Regions from separate parts of the Mus musculus genome. Here region 2 is linked to region 1. The links are chromatin contacts, called in public promoter capture Hi-C maps. All regions are on one chromosome and are shown on one strand. The core of a region is the stretch at or near the end of the contact, and the rest is flanking DNA. Distances in the headings are between cores, read along the strand shown. Region 1 holds the start of Parvg (parvin, gamma). Region 2 has its middle 17 kb from the start of Gm34201.

The links. Promoter capture Hi-C pulls out the DNA fragments that hold promoters and counts their contacts.
Region 2: a promoter capture Hi-C map of hippocampal neurons shows a contact between it and region 1, with 5 times the contacts expected there. The contact joins the enhancer-like site here to the promoter of Parvg in region 1. A contact is called at or near these places in 6 of 39 promoter capture datasets (the 3T3-L1 cell line, the C10 cell line, the SN4741 cell line and 3 more), 2 of 15 datasets of contacts at CTCF or cohesin (the NIH/3T3 cell line and large pre-B cells), 4 of 484 Hi-C or Micro-C datasets (the MNK3 cell line, the N1E-115 cell line, bone marrow-derived macrophages and 1 more), 16 of 115 datasets of contacts at active chromatin or transcription factors (the 230-238 cell line, DN3 thymocytes, T-cell acute lymphoblastic leukemia and 11 more) and 4 of 9 other capture datasets (adipose tissue, liver, macrophages and 1 more).

What each region holds. Positions count from the first base shown.
Region 1 is chr15:84,323,429-84,325,996 of GRCm38.p6, forward strand. Parvg (parvin, gamma) reads left to right here and starts at 1,292. Exons shown (of 13, transcript NM_022321.4): 1 at 1,292-1,403.
Region 2 is chr15:84,609,042-84,611,609 of GRCm38.p6, forward strand. No RefSeq gene overlaps it. Among named protein-coding and RNA genes, the nearest start is that of Gm34201, 17 kb to the right of the region's middle. Within about 2 kb of position 1,295, at least 41 of the 459 cell types and tissues checked have an H3K27ac peak or open chromatin away from gene starts, as enhancers often do. A contact at or near this core is called in DN3 thymocytes, the N1E-115 cell line, extraembryonic endoderm stem cells and 1 more, where this site is marked.

The DNA.
Region 1 (2,568 bases), core at 42-2,541:
GCCTCCAGCTTCTGAGAGCTGGATCACACATGTCCTCTCCCATGCCTAGTTTATGAGGTGCCGGGGATTGAACTCGGGGCTTCCTGCATGCTAGACAGACACTCTATCAATTGAGCTCTATTTCCAGCCTCCATCAGGCATTTTGTCATAGGACCAACACAGTCCTTTAAGCAATAACAGCCATCAAAATATGCTCATTGATCCCATTTTGTGCCTGGTGCTATTGTAGGCACTGACTTTTAGTAGTGAGTGGGAAAGATGGGTTCCAACCTGTAGAGCTCCTGGTTTGATGGTGAGACAGCTATCAGGCACCAGCCCATGTCATCAGCTGATCTAGCATGGCTGCACACCGGGTGTGATGGCGCACGCCTTTAATCCCAGCACTCGGGAGGCAGAGGCAGGCAGATTTCTGAGTTCGAGGCTAGCCTGGTCTACAAAGTGAGTTCCAGGACAGCCAGGGCTACACAGAGAAACCCTGTCTCGAAGAAAAGGAAAAAAAAGGATAGTTTTAGCATGGCTGCAAGCCCAAGACCATTGTAAAAGAAAAGGATGTTGTGGAAGACTTCCTATAGGAGGAGGTACCAAAGCTCATGCCAAGAAGGAGTTGTGAGCCATGTGAAGAGTTGAGCAGAGCTTACAAGACATGGGGACAGGCATTGTGACATCAAAGTAAAAGCCTGAGGCACTGGCAGAGAACAGGCAGGTGTTGTGCGGTTTATAGGGAGAGGATGGGAGGGCTGGGGAAGCTGGGGAAAGTAGCTTGTGGGTGCAGAGACTCGGGCTGAGACCTGGAGACTGGCTTTATTTAGGAGCCTTTGGCTGGGTGTAGTGGCTCCTGCCTGTAACTCAGATATGTAAGAGATGGAGGCAGGAGAATCAGGAGTTGAAGGACCACCTCAGCTTGGTGACTTTGAGGTCAGTCTGAGCTACATGAGACTGTCTTGAAGTTAGTCCATCAGCAAGTGAGAAAGCAAGCAAGCTTGGTTGGAGCAAGCAAGCTTGGTTGGAGGGCCGCTCAGAGGGAGGCAGAGGTGCAGGCTGGGCACCATGAGAAAAAGGCAGTGGAGAACACAGTTTGCTGTTGGGGTCCTATCCTTGCTGTTATGTTTCAGACAGTGATTGTCTGGATTGATGGAGAGGCGGGGGCAGGGAGGGAAGTATGAGAGACCCCGTGATGCCATGGAGTCTTGGAAGACTAGGGGCAGGGGTTCTGGCAGTCTTTCAGTGGATTTAGGGTACCTCGCTCATCAGCAACTTAGAGGAGGAAGCTGTCTGCAGCCACCGGGGTGGCAGAGGAAGTGAACAGAAGCCCTGCCTTCCACCTCCGGAACCTGTCTGCGTTGGGAACCTGGTCACCCTCTAAGCTAGTGGGCTCCATTTCCTGATTTGAAAAGAAGCAGCGGGTGAGTGCATCTAATCTTTGGCCTGTGGGGTCCCTGAGCTATTAGAATCTTCTACCTGTTCACATGTCCGGGTAGTGGACCTCAGAGAGGAAGGTGGAGAGGTTCCTTGAATAGAAACCCAGAGGCACATCTCAGCTGGGAGCTCACAGTCAGGGGGATCTGCCAAAGGGGAGCCCCACATCCAGCCACGTTGCTGAGGCCATTGCATCATTTTACTGAGGATCTGTGAGACCCGTCCCCACAGGAAAGCTCTGACTACCTCCCCCACAGCCAGATGAGCAGTTTTCAGACCAGAGCCACTCAGAGCTTTACCGCATGAGAGAAAGCCGAGTTCCCCACCATGAAGAAACTGCTGTTTGGGGCAGGGAAGGAACCCACCTGGGACCGGTCACCAGAGGCAGTTTCAGGTCTATGTGTACTTGGCTGGACACAGGGTCTAGCTTCTCCCTGTAGAGTTGCATCAGAGTCAAAGAGAGAGCGTGCTGGCCTATAGTCACCCAGTCTGAGTAGGAGGAGCTGGCTGGGGCCCAGGCTCCCCACCCCAGCCCAACTCTCTTTTCTCTTGCTCAGTTTGTGGGGTTTGGAACTCATTCCCAGGGGGCTCTGGCCTTTTGCTCCTGGCTTCAGGGTAGGACTCAGTTTCCCAAGGTTCCCAGGCTGTAGCCAGTTTGAGGATGGTGGCTCTCAGCACCGCCCCCCCCCCCCCCCCAGTGCCTCTTCTTCAGCACAACTCTCAGGTTCCTTGTTGTGAATTTCCTTCCAGTTTGACCCCAGACCTCCAGTATCCCAGTGAGCCTGGGAATCCCAGGCTCGTGCAGAGGCTGAACGAGGGACATAAGGGAAGAGTCAAAGGTGGCCATGCGGCAAATGAAACTTCCAGAGGGGAAGTGTGGGCGGAAGAACCAGAAGTAGGTTAGGGAACCAGAAGGGGGCCATTAGCTTCTGAATCTGATCCTTGCTGGGTACGGGCAGGCCTGACAGTGCTCATCACGAAGCTGGCTGTGGGGGATGGGAAGGTGGGGTGGGATGGGACTGCTGGTCTCAGTCTCAGGCCTGACACTGCGCATTGCATTGTGAGGCTGGGGCGGGGGCGGGGAAGACACGACACACTGCTGGTCTCAGGCCCATCACGAGGACGAGGAGGGACTGCTGGTCTTTCACAAGG
Region 2 (2,568 bases), core at 45-2,544, 290 kb after region 1:
ACTGTTCTACAGTTGTTTGAAGTTCCCATCTGTCAATCAGCATATAAGGGGTGTGGCTTCCTTTTTGAGAAACTTTGCTGGAACAGGGCAGGAGCTGAGCAGTGGACTGTGACCACTGAAGGTGATGGGGAACAGAAAGGACCCAGAGAGGCCTCTCCTGGTGGCCTCAGAGACAATTGCTGATAATCTCCCGGTGTTCTCTGGAGTGGGTGGGGACAGGCCTGACACAATGCGGTTACTTTCTTATCTTCTCTATCGCTTACCACCACCAGCACCCACCCAGCCCACCCCGGAGTTCCCAGTGAACTGTGCCCCAGATTAAACAATAGTCAGCAAGCCATAAAACGGGGTGTGCTCTGGTGGAATCTGGGGACTAGGGAAACAATCTTGCCCTGTCCCTGCCCTTGAGGGTAAAGGGTTCTAGGTTCTTATCCACCCCATCCCCCACCCGTGAAAGAACTGAGCAGAGACACACAGATACAGCAGAAGCCATGGCCTCTGATTTTTCAAAAGATCCACTACCAAGGGGTGAGCCCAACCAGCAGAGTACAAAAGGCTTGGATGATAGAGGGAAGGTTTGGGGGCTCATTTGCATAGAGCGGTCCTTGCTGCACAGGCTCTCCCTCACTTGTAGTTCCACGCCCAGCTTCATGCATCCTGTGTCTCATTGGCATCTTAAGTCTCCATCCAGGGGTGAGCCACACATCACCTGTGGACACTAGAGTGACGACATCCATGACAGTAGCCAGACTTACTTGACCACATCTGTTATTTTCCCATAATGCCGACTGTTTTAAAACTTTCCAGTCCAGACCACGTTGTCTGAGCAATTTCTTCTGCTTCAGTATCACTGCTTGTAAGACCCTGTGGCCACGTCAGGCCATCTAGATACTCCAGAACAATTACCTACTTGCAGGGTCCTAATCTTATCTTCGCCTCTGTAATGTCCCTTCGACAATGCAAGATTCAAGGTGGATTGGGGAAGGTCACGTGGCTAAAGCCAGAGCTGGCAACCCTAGTAGGAAGATGAAAACATGCCAGCAGGGACTAGCTTTGACTCCTTTAATCGCCCCCCAACACCTGCAGAGGAGAACTTGGCTCTTAAGTCTCTAATCTGGAAGACAGGCTCCATGCCCCGCCCACCAGAGACAGCGCACTTAGTGGGGATCAAAGCAGCTCCTGTCTCTAGCCAGAAAGAGGAAGAAGCAGCTAAGAGCTCCCAGCCCCAGCTCAGAGCCAGCTGAGTACACGAGCTCTGTGTGTATACACCACACCCCTGCTCCAAGTGCCACCCACGTGCAGGCGCAAAGCTTGATCAGCGCCATCTCCCCACAGATGCGGGAGCGCTGACATCAGCAGGAGAGCCTTGGATGCTATCTGAGGTGACTTGTAGATCAAGTGTATTCTCGGAGCAGAGCTCATTGACACAGAAGATGTCTGTGGGGGTTGAATCCTTATAATGACGACACTCTAGGAGAGCATATGCCCACCCCACCAACTGCAGGCTGGACCCTCTAGTATCCTGTCCTTGCCTGTACCTGGACACCCGCTTCCAGTCTATACACCTGCATCTGACTAGAGAGAAGCCCCTTTCCACTGCCCTCACCAGCCAGGAAGAGCCAGCAACGTTTTACAGCTGGCCAGTCCCAAGCCTACTCTTCTCAGCACTCAATAGCTTCTTCCTGTCCCTTAGGGGACACCTGCTTTTCTGGGGTCCCTCCAACCTCGAGTGCCCGAGAAAATTATTTCCCTGATCAAATATTCATGGGTCTGTCAAGCCTGAAATAAGCCTACAAAGAAGAAAGGCAATTTGTGTCCGGCATAAATGCTTGACAGGGTGCGTGAAACCCCGCAGCTGGCTTCTGAGTCGTCCCTGGGCCCCTTCTCCTCCACCCTCTAACAGTAGACCTCTCAGGCAGATGCGCTGTGCGGTCTGGAACTCCTGCAGGACTCTGCCCTTCATCATCTGTGCAATACCGAACAAGAGGCCGGTGTTCCTTTGACACAGCCTCCCACTTCTGCAAAGTCCTGCTGTCCTGGAAGCAGTGACTCCAGACTCTGGGGACACCAGTGCAGGCCTCTCAGATGAGGCCAAGTAGTCAGGGCCACGACCCCATGAGGGGCCATCACTGTCTCACACATCGACTCCTTTATCCTTAACCTGCCTCACAAGAATGAAGCAACAGCAAGACAAGGCACTCAATGCCAGACTTCGGTTCTGCCCGCCTGGAGCTCGGATCACCCATGTGAGGACTCCCACCACCCGTGTCACTGTGAAGACTGCTTGTCTGGTACTTTGGAGACCATGAATGGTAAATTTGGAATGTTCCAGGAAAACAAAAGGCCAGTGCGGGAGAGACAAGAGAGGAGAGATGTGAGCAGAGACTCAGGAGACCATACTGGATGGGTGGGCACAGGTCCATCACTATGTTCTTACCAGAGGGAATTTGGATGTAAAAAAAAACCTAGAGAGGAGAGTCTAGGGGGGTGCAAAGCAGAAGTGGGAGGGGTGAAACTAGGAGGCCAGGGAAATGTCCCTGTTTCCAGAAAAACCTAGAGCCAGAAGGG